Regions from separate parts of the Sus scrofa genome. Here region 1 is linked to region 2. Evidence: chromatin contacts called from public Hi-C data. All regions are on one chromosome and are shown on one strand. Each heading gives the region's core, a stretch centred on a gene start, on an enhancer-like site or on the middle of the called end of the contact. The rest is flanking DNA. Distances are from core to core; before and after follow the strand shown. Region 1 overlaps CORO2B (coronin-2B). Region 2 has its middle 20 kb from the start of CORO2B.

Region 1 (6,212 bases), core at 3,582-6,081, 130 kb after region 2:
TTCCTTATGCCACATGTGCAGCCCTAAAAAGACAAAAAATAAAATAAAATAAGGGAAATAACACCTCCCCTGGTAAGATGAGACTCAAGATGTTTGAAATAATAAAACCAAGGTCATTAATAGAATAATACACATACACGTATACTCAGCACCTGTAAGACAGCCCTTCCTTCTTAGGCAAGTCATCTGTGAAATGGAGATAATAATAGGTTAATACATCTTTAAAGTGCTTAGGGGAGTTCCCTGGTGGCTCAGTGCATTAAGGATCTGGTGTTGTCACTGCTGTGGCTCGGGTTCAATCCCAGGCCTGAGAACTCCCGCATGCTGTGGCCAAAAAAAAATAATAAAGTGCTTAGAAAGCACAAATAGATGATAGGTGTTCAGTAAATGTTAGCCATTCTTACATCACCTGGAAAGAGGATTCGTTCATTCATCCAATTTTTGCTGAACCCCTACTATATGCCAGGCAGTGTTGGAAGCACTAGGGATCCAATAGAGAACAAAACAGACACATTTCTGGCCTTTGTAGAACATACATTCTAGTGGGGGAGACAGACAAGTAAATCTTAGAGTGTAATAGAAGGTAATTAATGCTAGGAGAGAAATAAATTAGGGAAGGTGACAGAGGTGTGGGAGGATGAAGGGTAGTTACAACTTTAAATAGGATGGCCAGGGAATCTGACTGGCTCAACACTTGAATTAGATATTCATCACGGTCCAGTCAGCTCTATGTAACTGTATGGCGAAGGTGGGAGAGGGGGTAAATGAGGGAATCTGATTAGCTCAGTTTGAATTAGATGTTCATTCTGATCCAGTCAGGTGTGTATGTGTGCGTGTGCGTGTGCGTGTGTGTGTGTGTGTGTGTGTGTTGGGGATAGTTAACATGGCATTGCATTGCAGCATCAGCGAAGGCCATATTTAGGGAGTCATTGTGAGCTGTGTAGACCCTGAGTTCAAGGGAAACCTCTTTTTCCTCCTGGCCGGCCTTGGCTCTCAACTAGCTGAAGGTCATTGTTTTCAACTATCAGGACTGAGGTGACAGAGGGTGACCACCTCTACCCACTTCTCCTGATCCTTGCTACTGCTCCATGGCTGGGTGGCCAGGTCCCTTCTACTGTCATGTCAAGAACAGGTCCTGATCCTCTGGCTCAGCTGGCCACAGGGTCTCTGTGCAATGGCAGGAAGACATGAGGCTGGATGGGGCTGGGGGCCTCCTCCCCTTCCCAAGCAGAGATCAGCCTTTGGGAAAACCCCTGCCTCCTGGAGCCCAGCGAGACGCAAAGACTTGGCTAAGGAGGCAGATCTGGCCCTTCTGTAATTGAAAAGAGCTCCTCCCCTTTGCATCCCAAGTGCCACTGTCCTTTCCCAGCTAAGGCCTAACATACACTCAGCATCCCCAGGAGAGTTGCTCAGCACCCATGCTGCTGGCTACTAGCGTGTCCTGCAACCTGGGTGGGTTAGAGCTCCACCCTACCCAGTCCGGGGACACCACCAAGCAGGGCATGGCCTAGGGCTCCATGGCACAGAGTGTGGGCTATGGGGGACGAGGAAGCCCCAATTTCTATGCCCAAGTCCTTGGCCTTCATAGCTACATCTCTCAGTGCTCAATGCAGGCCAGGCCTGTTCCAGTAGGGTAGCCCCAGGTCACTGGAAAGATAATGGATCAGGCTAGAGGCCAGGTGGCAGGCATGCCAGGGGATGCGTTCCCCTCCCTGCTCCTCTGTCAGCCCAGCTCTGCTTGACGCTAGGAGCAAAACCCAGCTCTGGCTCTCTGGTGGGTGAGGGGGGGTGTGGGTCTTCCTGGAAGTGTCACCTGCTTCTCACTCATGCCTTCATTAGTACATAATGATTGGTAGAATCTACTTTGTGCTTGGCTCCGTGCTGGATTGGGATACAGCCATGAGAAAAAGACAGAATGTGGACCTGGCATTCAAAGGCGGGATTTCATCTCTAGGTGGCCAGAACCAAACCCAGGGAGGGTCCTTGTCTGTATCTGATGAGCATAGGTGTGAAGGTTCAACTTACAACCATAGACCATCAGAGCTGGAAGGGCCCTGATGTTTCAGTTCTGTTCACCAGACACTTCTGGGCGTGTGTGCAGGGGCCATGCTGGATCTGGGATACCAAGATGGGTTGGACGCACCCAGCCCTGGGGCGCTCACTGTCAAGTGGGGCTCACAGAGCCATGAGCACAGTGCAGGGGAAGATGTGGTTCTGGGGGGCAGGTGCTGTGCAGAGCACAGGGATGGAGGGGGAACTTGAATTCTCACTTTGCAGATGATAATGATAATTTTTATTGGGCGCTTATTTGGTGCCATGTGCTGTGCCAAGTGAGCTTACGTTCATTGTCTCATGAGGAAACTGAAGGCCAGGGAGGAGGAGCTTGCCCAGTCACTCATCAGTGTGAGCAGAGCCAAAACTAGACCCTGGTGCCTCAGAGCTTGGAGCCCTGCAATAGGTTTCTTCTCCCTCCAGCCTAGCCCCAGCCTCCGCAGAATTGGTGAGGAGAACGCTTGGGAGAGGGAGGAGCCACTAAGATTTGGGCTGTTCACTTTCCATTTGAAGGGAATTTTCAAGGAGGTTGAGATCCCAGGGCCAGTGTTGCAGAGGTGGTGCCGTCCTTTCTCTGGCTTTATAGTTGTCCTTGATGGAGCAAGGCTGAGGGTCTGAGCCAGAGGTCCCCTGCCCTTCCCATGCGTTTCACAGCTTCTATGGGGCAGGGGCAACCCAGGGCTGAGCCTTGGTGGTGTCTAAGCAAAACAAGATGGCGGGCATTGGGCCCATGCAAGTCTGTACGCTCTTGACCAATGGTGGGTTCCCTCCATAGATAATCCCAAAGAGGCAAGGCAGAGGAATGGCCAAGCTCAGGGGAGTGTGGATGGTGCCTTGCGATCCACTTCTGCTGCTCACAAAAGCAGTGTCTGTGCAACTGGCACCACCCTGGTTGGGGAATCATTTGCTCTTGAATATAGACTTGACACTGTGTGGCCAGAGGGCATAAGAAGCATGTCTTATGCATCTTAGGCTTCACTTGTGTCCCCACTCTGCTGAGAATCCTCCACGATTTTCTCATTGGAGATGAAGGCCCTGATCATCTCCGGGGGAAGGCAGCCAGCAACCATGAAACAAAGCAAACAACACAAGGCAGTGCTAAATTAAGAAGCAGGGGGGCATCATGGTTAAGACCAGGGCACTTGAGAAAGCCAGTCACCATGTGAATGGGATCCCCTTGAGTTGTGCAGTACACAACTTATGCAACTGTATAGGGAATCTGATCAGGTCCACAGTTTATGGCATCATTAATATATTCAACAAAAACTTACGGAGAGCCTACCATCAGTCAGGCACAATTCCTGATGCTGGGGTTATAGCAGAGGGCTAGACCAAGAACCACCCCTCATGTAGTTTATATTCTTAATCAAAAGTCACACAGATTGAGGCTTGAGTCCTGGCCCCTCACTGTGTAATACATTTTCGCCAAGCTCCAGTTTCCTCATCTGTAAAATGGATACAGGGTATGTACTTCATACGGTTATTGTGGTAAATAATTGAAATAACACTTGGTTTCAGTCCTGACATGTAGAAGCCCTTAGGGAATGATCTCCAGTATTATCACAGACGGTAGATTATGGGGGAAAGGCTGGTGAAAGCTAAGGTTATGAGAAGTCATAAGATGTGGAGAAGTCAGATGAGACGTCTTAGCAGGAGCAGGAGTCAGGGTGGCTCTGGAAGGCTGGTTAAGGCTCACAGAGACCTAGAGGACCAGGCCCTTCTAAGGGTGAGTATCATGAGGAAGATGGGGAAGGGAAATGAGGCTGCTGTGGCCCAGTGAGGAGCACCCTGGTTTGGGGGCCGTGTTTTCCCAATTCAAAGAGGATCTGGCATGATCTGGCAAAGAGGTCTGTGTTTCTTCTAAACAGGAGGAGTAGTCTGAGAAAAAATGGGGTCATCAAAATATGGGGATTTAGGAAGATTTCAGTATTTTATTAGGACCTGAGACACAACATTTAAAATTGAGAAGTATGACCCCAGTAGAGTTGAGCAAACTGGCTGGTAAGTTTGGGGGAGGCTGGGGAAGAGTGTCAGGGATGGGGGCTCCAAGGCCAAGCAGATAAGCCGGATCTGATGAGGTAGGGACAAGGGCGCTGACTCAGTCAGGGTTCCTGGTTGCTCCCAACAGAAGTCGCCCTTGGCCTTCCTGAGCAGAAGGGGATTTGGGCCCCTCACAGATTCAAGGGACTGAGTGGGGGGAGAACCAGACGTGGAACACAGATGAGCCTTAGGCCACAGGAGTCGGCCTGAGGGCCCAGAGGAAGTTAAATCCATCCGTGGCCATCCTGGGTGGGAGGCTCTGATTGGCCAAGCCTGGTCACATGTCCCTCCTTGGTCCCCAGAGGACCCTTGGTGGGAGGAACCTCATTTCAGCTCTCGTGATGGAAGGCGAAGTACTGCATCCCAGCATTAGAGCAACAACGCGAGAGCCTCCCGAAGCAGGAAGGGAGCTTGGATGTCCAACTGCCAGATTCCTACAAATGGCTACAGCCGTGGAAGATTCTGGAGGAGCTGCACAACGAAAGTGATCATTATAGGATGCTGAACTCACCCTGAGGTTCGGGAAGAGGCAAGCACCCAGGAGAGAGTGCCCTGGGGGGATGCGTGGGGACCTGGGCCTGGAGAGGAAGGGGCAACTGTAAAGGCACTTGTGGGGATTCACTTATCCGAGGCCCCTGGGAATCTGCTCTGACAGCAGAGAGGCTAGCGAACAGCTGTCGGAGCTCGAGGGGGTCACGTGGCCCAGGCGGGCTGTTCAGACGTCATTTCATTTCCCGCTCTGATCGCCAAGGACCAAGGAGTGCCGCCCTCAGGAGTGACGCAGTGATCGTTTAGCAGTGTCTGCTGTCGAGCCCAAAGCCTGAGGGGTGGCAGGTGTACCCCCTGTTTGTTCTATCTGTCCATCCAGAATGTCTCTGCTTTTCAGAGGGAGAGACTTAAGACAAAGATTCTTGTCCCAGGCCACCCAGCCAGTGAGCAGCAGGGCTGAGATGAGCCTGGAATTCTTTACTGCTCTCTTCCTCCCCCAGGAGGCCCATTCCCACCCCCTCCCCCAGCACACACACATACATAACACACACCAGGGATTTCAACTGGAAAAACCAGAAAACCCTTTCCAGCTTGAAAAACACAAATATAGAAGACAGTGGAAAAAAATCAAAACAGGAAGCCATGAATTTGGGAGGCTTCCTGAGGTCTCGCCGTGGACTTCTCTATGAATGGGTTACTGACTTCAGAGCATCACAACCTATGTTACACCCTCTGCCCTTTGGAAAGCTCAGCTCCAAATCTAGGATTTCACAAGGTCAAAAGAGCAGGATCCAGAATTATCTCCTGGCATGGAGAAGGTAGAGAGATTTGTCTGTTCCTCGGATGGTATTTTCTGGGTGCCGAGGATAGACGTACACAAGAAGGGAAGGGAATCTGGGCTAAGGGAACAGCATGAGCAAAGACCCAGAGGCAGGGAACATTGACGATCATTCGCTCAGCTTGAGTTCTTGCTATGAGCTGGGCACTGAATGAGGCCCTGAAGCTGCCTTGGCCAAGGTCACTGTCCTCATGGTGCTTACAGCCTGGTGGCAGGGACAAACCAGGAGCCAAAGGTCCTCAGGTGGCGAGAGCATTGAGGTGGGGGGGTTGTGTATAGTCAGGTGTGGGTGGGCGATTGTGTCAGAACAGGGTCAGGCTGGGGCTACAGCAGCTCTGATGTCTCGTAAGGAGTTTGGCTTTTAAAGTCAAGGTGGTAGGGAGCCATTGAAAATTTGAGAGTGGAGGCGTTATTACAGCAGAACCATACTCTAGAAAAATTAGGCAACAGTGTGTAGGATGGATTGGAGAGCAGTGAGAGCAGACACAAGAGGCACGGGGACAAACCAGTGGACCCACTTCAGAAATCCCACAGCACAGTCTGTGAGCTCTAGCGTGACTAAAGCCCTCCACCCAGCATTTCCTAGCTGACTGCCCAGGAATCTGAACAGCCAGGAAGGTCTACCTCTGGGCCAAAAGGCTTTTTCAAAAAGGCTCCTGTGAACATGCACGTAGATGAGCCACAAGAAGTGGACCCCCAGGGTTCTCCTGAGAAGGCTTTCGTTTATTATGTATATTATTTCAGATTCATGGGCGAAGCCAGCAGGGCCCTGAAGTGTGGGGACATGAGACCA
Region 2 (6,708 bases), core at 597-3,096:
GTGCAGAGGGAGCTGGGTTTAGAAACAAGAGCAGCCCACCTATCCCTGTCCCCCTGCAGCTCAGCCCAGGGGATGGGAGGAGGTTCAGGGGATCAAGAAAGGAGAAAAGACCAGAGGCAGGGAGATGCGCTTGTTCCCCCATCTTCCCACAATGCCGACTAATAGTAGGGCAGGAAGAAGGACGGGGTGACGAGAACGGAGGCCACCAGGGGAAGAACAGAGCTCCCCGGGGACAGGGTGCAGGGTTTCCCGAGGCTCCAAAGAACAGTTGGATGGGCCATCTCTCAGAGACATGTTCCCCTTTCTCAAATGAAGCACTGGCTCCTCCTGCCCCCAGCACAGCCCACTGGTTAGTCCTTTTTGGACACAAGTCTAAATATTTGGGGGTTTGGCCTTCCCATCTCGAAGGGCCACAAAGCCCACACACTGACGTCTGGGAAGGGGGAGAAGGGCTCCAAATTAAGCTCTATAAAAACTCTTGAACAACCAGAGGGGGTGGGCTTCCGGGTTGGTGAACATATGGAAACTGGAGAGAGCTGAGCTCCAAGGACATGGGAGCTCGGGGCCCTTCCCACATACCTTGCCCTGTGCATCTCTTCCATCTGGCTGTTCCTAAATGACATCCTTTTATAATAAACTGGTAAACATAAGTAAATGTTTCTGAGTTCTGTGAGCTGTTCTAGCAAATTGATCAAACCTGAGGAGGGGTGGTGGGAGTCTCTGATCTATAGCCAGTTGGTCAGAAGCACAGGTGACAACCTGGGACGTGTGATTGAAGGGGGTGGGAGGCAGTCTCGAGACTGAGCCCTTCACCTCTGGGATCTAATAACACCTCCAGGTAGATCATGTCAGAGTCGAGTCAAGTTTGCGAACTCCTCCGTCAGTGTCCTCTGGGAATTGGAGACTTGTTTGATGTGGAAAACAATATACCTGGAATGCCTCGATAAAGGTCAGTTAAGCTTAGGGAGATAAAGACCTGTCTCCCTTCCTGAGAGCCTGGATTGAACCTCCTGTACTGAATGGTGGCCTGAATAAGTGGGATGCATATGAGCCCCCAGACGGAATCAGCCCTGCAGAGGCCTTGACCTTAGCCCAGGAAGGGTGACTTTGGACTTCTTGTCTCTGGAGCTGTCTGAGAAAAAACTTGTGCTGTTGTTAAGCCACCATGTTTGTGGTAACTTGTTACAGCAGCAATAAGAAATGGTCGCATCTGCCACTTGGGATAAAGATCAGTACATAGGCTCAGGGAGCCGAGGGGAGCCGGGTGTGAGCCAGGCTCTGAAATGGGCCATCAGGTGCAAGGAACTCAATGACTGTGGAAGAAACAGGTGAGGGACATGGGGCTTCTGCAGCCCTCAAGTGCTCAGTGACAACTAGGCAAGGGTGGGGAGTGAGGGAGGCAGGACCCACTGCACAGGGCCTGTGGGCAAAGTGCCGCAGTGGGCTTTAGGCTGGAAAGGAATGAGGTCTGACTTGAGCTCCAGGAAGGTCACCCTGGCTGCAGAGGCGGGTGGACAAAAGGCACCTGTGGGGAGGCAGTCACAGCAGTCCTGGTAGCAGAGAGGAAGGCCAATGTAAGCTAGGGTGCCCACCAAGGAAGGAGGAGAAGAGGGCAAAGCCGATGGTACTGAGGCCAGCATCCACAAGAAGAGCTGAAGGGACAAGATGGAGAGCCGAGGAAGTAGGCAAGATGTTCCACAATGCCTTCTCTGTGTTTGATCCTTTCCCTCTCTGGGCTTGAGTTTCCGCTTTGGTACAGTGATCCCTGGAGCTCTGACAGGGAACAGTCTGAGCCTGAGGCCACAGTGAGAACCCTGCCTTGCTTCCCACAGCCTGTCTGGAGGTGTAGTTCCATAAATGTCCACCAGAGGGCAAGGTGGCACACACAGTTCTTAAGAACTGGAGGGTTCCACAGGAACTGTTTCCCCGCTCACACCGCCCTGTTCCCCCGCCCCCGTTCCCGCCCCCCTGTTCCCCCGCCCCCGCTCCCGCCCCCCTGTTCCCCGCCCCCGCCCCGCCCTCTGTCCCCCCCCCCCGCGCCCCATCTTAAGCTTGGTGTGCACGCACACAACACGCGTGCACACACATGATTGTGGCTCTTGGCAGCTCCGTCAGTTTGGGTAAGCAGACATTGAGACGGAGTTAGGAGTGCAAGAGGCTAGTTGAGGCTTAAACTTCTGAAAGGTGGGGAGGGGGGAAGTAGGATTGGCAGGGAGAGACTCAGACATACCTGCCGGCCCCCACCAACAGGGAGCTCTGGAGCCCAGACTACCATCCTACAAGTACTGCCCTGGGCGGAAATCCTCAGGCCCTTGAAACTTGCGGTGCTCAGTCATTGACTGTGGGCTGCTTGGGAAGATAGGGCCTCAAATTCTGTGGACAGAAGGTGGTAGAGGCTGTCAGCTAACTCCCCTCACTGCTGTAGATCTGCAAGTTCTTTCTCAAAGAGGGATGGAGCAGCACACAGCCTCCTCTCTCTCCAAGCCTGGTCCTCTAGACCCACCCATGTTCCTCCTCTTTGTTCCTTGCTGGTGGGTCCTCTCTCTCGCCACCCTCCCTAAACCCCTTCCTTCCAGGTTAGCTTTCAGAACCTCGAGGGCAGGATGCCAGGTATAAGTTGGCCTTCTTACTAATGGATCCCATATGAGAAAAGAGTCAGGACAACCCTAGGCACCCAGAGAAGCCATAGCCCAGCCCTCCTCACTCTGGAGTTTGCACAAATTAGCACCCACTCTTTTGGATTTCCTGTGGCACAGTCAGGGTAATCCTCCCACCAGCCCCCAGGGATAGGATCCAAACAGGAAGGTGGGAGAGGCCACACTTCCCCCAAGGGATTGGCACACAAAGGGCCAAGAGCCCTGGTGGTTTTAAGGGGTCTGTGCCTCCCTCAAACTCCCAGCACAATTCTACATCTCAGTACTGGTGTGGGTCCAGGAAAGGGAACTTTGAAAGGGACTTTTCCAGACTCAGATCTGAGGGTGCTCAAGGAGATAAGCAGTGGGGGGGAGGGGGCTGTATTGGAGGCACTGGGGGTTTTCCTGCACATGTGGCACTGGTCTGCCCCTCCTCCACTTCTTCTCAGGCACCATGATGCCCATCTGCCATTTTGGAGGACTTGGGCAGTGCCTGCAGCTCCACTCTCCCAGGTCCAGATGGTCATCCCATCCCTTCCTCTCCCCTACTCCCTCCACTGCCCTCACCCCCAGCCCCACTCAGAGCAAGGGCCTGGGCAAAAGCCAACACTGCCTCCCAGTACCTTTTCCTTTCAGAGTAGAGGGTCCTTGGTTGTCATGGAGACCAGGCCTGCCATCCCTCAGCCTTCCTGTAGGGAGGGAGGCAGATGGGTGGGATGGAAGAGTGGAAGATGGACAGATATCCAGATAGAGATAGCAGGAAAAATGCCCCCCTCTCCCACCCCTTGCACACATACCCAGACATTTAGAGCCTAACCAAGAACAAGCAGACAGTACGAGGTTTGTGTGACTGTGATCTTTTACTATGCTCGGGGCTAAGCCAGTGTAAACAGGATGCAGTCACATGTCTGTGTGAATAGAACATGTTTCATGGGTCTGCATGTACGAGAGTATGTTTATCCTGCTAGAGTGTTTAGGGGCCTGTGTGTATAGTAGTGTATCAGAATGCATATGTAATAAAGGGTCTGTCTGTGAGCATGAATGTGAGTGTGCTGTGGTGTGTGCACACACACATGAATGTGGATGAGCTGGGGCTTACGAGTGCCCTGTTATCTTGCAGACCTTGTCCCTAAAGCGGGCTGCCTGGAACTTCCCAGCTCTCCAATGAAGTGTGGTGGAGAACTTTGAGAGACCCCAGAAGGAGCAGGGACCCCGAGGCAAAGCCCTGGCCAACTCCCCTTACGTACGGCAAGAATGCATGGCCTCTCCCCATCTGCATTTGCCTCAGACTGTAAGCTCCAATGCAAGGATTGTTTTTCCTCCCTGAACTTGGAGCCTTTCCAAGGTAGGTCCTAATTTTTCCCCTTAAATCAGAAGTTTTCAGAGGATAGAGCCTCTGTCTTTAAGTTCTTATTGGAATAGGGTTCCCAAATAAAATACAGGATGCCCAGTTAAATATGAATTTCAGATTTAAAAAATGAATTTTTTTAGTATAAATGTGCTCCAAATATTGCACAGAATATGCTTATACTAGAAAATTACTCATTGACTCTTAGAATTCAAACTTAACTGGGAATCCTATATTTTTATTTGCTAAACCTGGCAACCCTATACTGGAAGCCCCCCAAAGACACAAATAGACTGAAAATAGAAGGACTGAGAAAGATATTCCATGCAAATAGTAACCAAAATAAAACTGCATGGCTGAGTATATAAATAGCAGACAAAATAGACTTTATATCAAAAATTGTTACAGGAGATTGGGAGATTATATATTCATAAAAGGGTCAATCCATCAAAAAGAAGTAACAACATAAAAAAATATGCTCCTAACAATAGAGTCCCAAAATATATGATACAAACACTGATAGAATGAAGTTATACGATAATAGTAATGTTCTCCAATAATATTATCCAATAACAGTTGGAGATTTCAATACCCCCCTTTTATTTTTTTTATTTTTTATTTTTTGGTCTTTTTGTCTTTGTTGTTGTTGTTGTTGCTATTTCTTGGGCCGCTCCCGCGGCATATGGAGGTTCCCAGGCTAGGGGTCCAATCGGAGCTGTAGCCACCGGCCTACTCCAGAGCCCCAGCAACGCGGGATCCGAGCCGCGTCTGCAACCTACACCACAGCTCACGGCAACGCCGGATCGTTAACCCACTGAGCAAGGGCAGGGACCGAACCCGCAACCTCATGGTTCCTAGTCGGATTCATTAACCACTGCGCCACAACAGAACTCCAATACCCCCCTTTTAATAATGTATAGAACAATTAGAAGATCACAAAGGGAATAAAGGACTTTGAACACAGCTATGACTCAGAACCCTCCATGCAACAAGAGTAGAATATACATTCTTCTCAAGATCACATGGAGCACATTCCAGGAGAGACCACATGTTATGTTGCAAAACAAGTCTCAATAAATATAAAATATTTTATTATTTTTTTATTTTCTGGCCACCCCGCAGCATATGGAATTCTAGGACCAGGGATCAGATCCAAGCCAGAGTTGTGACCTATGCCACAACTGCACCAACACTGGATCCTTAACCCCCTGCACTGGGCTGGGGACTGAACCCACATCCCTTCTGCTGCAGAGACATTATCAATCCCATTGGGCCACAGCAGGAACTCCATTTTTTTTTTTTTTTTTAATGCCACATCTACAGCATATGGAAGTTCTCAGGCTCGGGGTTGAATCAGAGCTGCAGCTGCTGGCCAACACCAAATCTGAGCCACATCTGTGACCTATGCCACAGCTTACAGCAATGCTGGATCTTTAACCCACTGAGCGAGACCAGGGATCAAACCTGCATCCTCATGGATACTAGTCAGAGTCTTAACCCACTGAGCTACAACTGGAATTCCCAAAGGAATTCCAAGTTTGAAAATTTTAAATCATGAAAAGTATCTTCTCTGATGACAGTGGAACAAAACTAGAAACCAGCAACAGAAGGAAAGCTGAAAAATTCACAAATATTTGGCAATTAAACAACGCACTCTCTTGTTTTGTTTTTTTAGGGCTGCACCCACAGCATATGGAGGCTCTCAGGCTAGGGGTCGATTTGGAGCTGTAGCCACTGGCCTAAGCCAGAGCTATAGCAACACAGGATCTGAGCTGCATCTGAGACCTACACCACAGCTCACGACAATGCTGGATCCTTAACCCACTGAATGAAGCCAGGCATTGGAACCTGCTTCCTCATGAATACTAGTTGGATGTGTTTCCACTAAGCCACGATGGGAACTCAAAACAACACACTATTAAACAACCAGTGGGTCAAAGAAGAAATCACAAGGGAGATGAGAAGTTTAGAAAATACTTTGACACAAAACAAAAACACCACATACCAAAATGTTTAGGATTCAGCAATAGCAGTACTTAGAGGGAAATTTGTAGCTGTAAATGCTTCATTCTAAATGAAGAAAGATAGCAAATCAATAACTTTACACCTAACAAGAAACAAGAAACAAAGAGCAAACTGAATGCAAAGCAAGCAGAATGAAAGAAATAATAAATACTAGAGTTAAACAAAATAGAGAATAGAAAAATAGAGAAAATCAATAAGACAAAAAGTTGGTTCTTCAAAAAGATCACAAAATTGACACACCACCAGCTAAGAAAAAAGAGATAAGACCCGAGTTACTAAAATCAGAAATGAAATTGGGGACATTACTACCAACTACAGAGAAATGAAAAAAGTTAAAAAAAAAAATGAACGGAATATGTATGCCAAAACCCCAAAATAACCAAGACGAAATGAACAAATTCCTAGAAAGACACAAACTACCAAAACTGACTCAAGAAGAAACAGAAAATCTGAACAGGCCTTTATGTAGTGAAGAGATTGAATCCATAATGAAAAATTTCCCACAAAAGAAAAGCCAAGAACCGGATGGCTTCACTGGTGATTTCCACCAATCATTTAAAGAATAATCAACAGCCATCTTTCTCAAACTCTTCCAAAATAATAGAAGACGAAGAAATACTTTTTAATTCATTCTAGGAGGCTAGCATTACCTTCATATCAAATCCAGACAAAGATGTTACATGAAAAGAAAAGTGCAGGCCA

Evidence for each region. Hi-C and Micro-C count contacts between places; a contact is called where the count stands out from the background.
Region 1: a Hi-C map of skeletal muscle shows a contact between it and region 2, with 5 times the contacts expected there. The contact joins two enhancer-like sites. A contact is called at or near these places in 2 of 5 promoter capture datasets (fetal skeletal muscle and liver), 27 of 47 Hi-C or Micro-C datasets (adipocytes, adipose tissue, alveolar macrophages and 17 more) and 1 of 2 datasets of contacts at active chromatin or transcription factors (skeletal muscle).

The regions. Positions count from the first base shown.
Region 1 is chr1:166,565,705-166,571,916 of Sscrofa11.1, forward strand. All of the region lies in intron 2 of CORO2B (coronin-2B), which reads left to right. Among named protein-coding and RNA genes, the nearest start is that of CORO2B, 100 kb to the left of the region's middle. Within about 2 kb of position 4,832, at least 21 of the 83 cell types and tissues checked have an H3K27ac peak or open chromatin away from gene starts, as enhancers often do. A contact at or near this core is called in adipose tissue, omental adipose tissue and skeletal muscle, where this site is marked.
Region 2 is chr1:166,442,460-166,449,167 of Sscrofa11.1, forward strand. No RefSeq gene overlaps it. Among named protein-coding and RNA genes, the nearest start is that of CORO2B, 20 kb to the right of the region's middle. Within about 2 kb of position 1,847, at least 17 of the 83 cell types and tissues checked have an H3K27ac peak or open chromatin away from gene starts, as enhancers often do. A contact at or near this core is called in adipose tissue, omental adipose tissue and skeletal muscle, where this site is marked.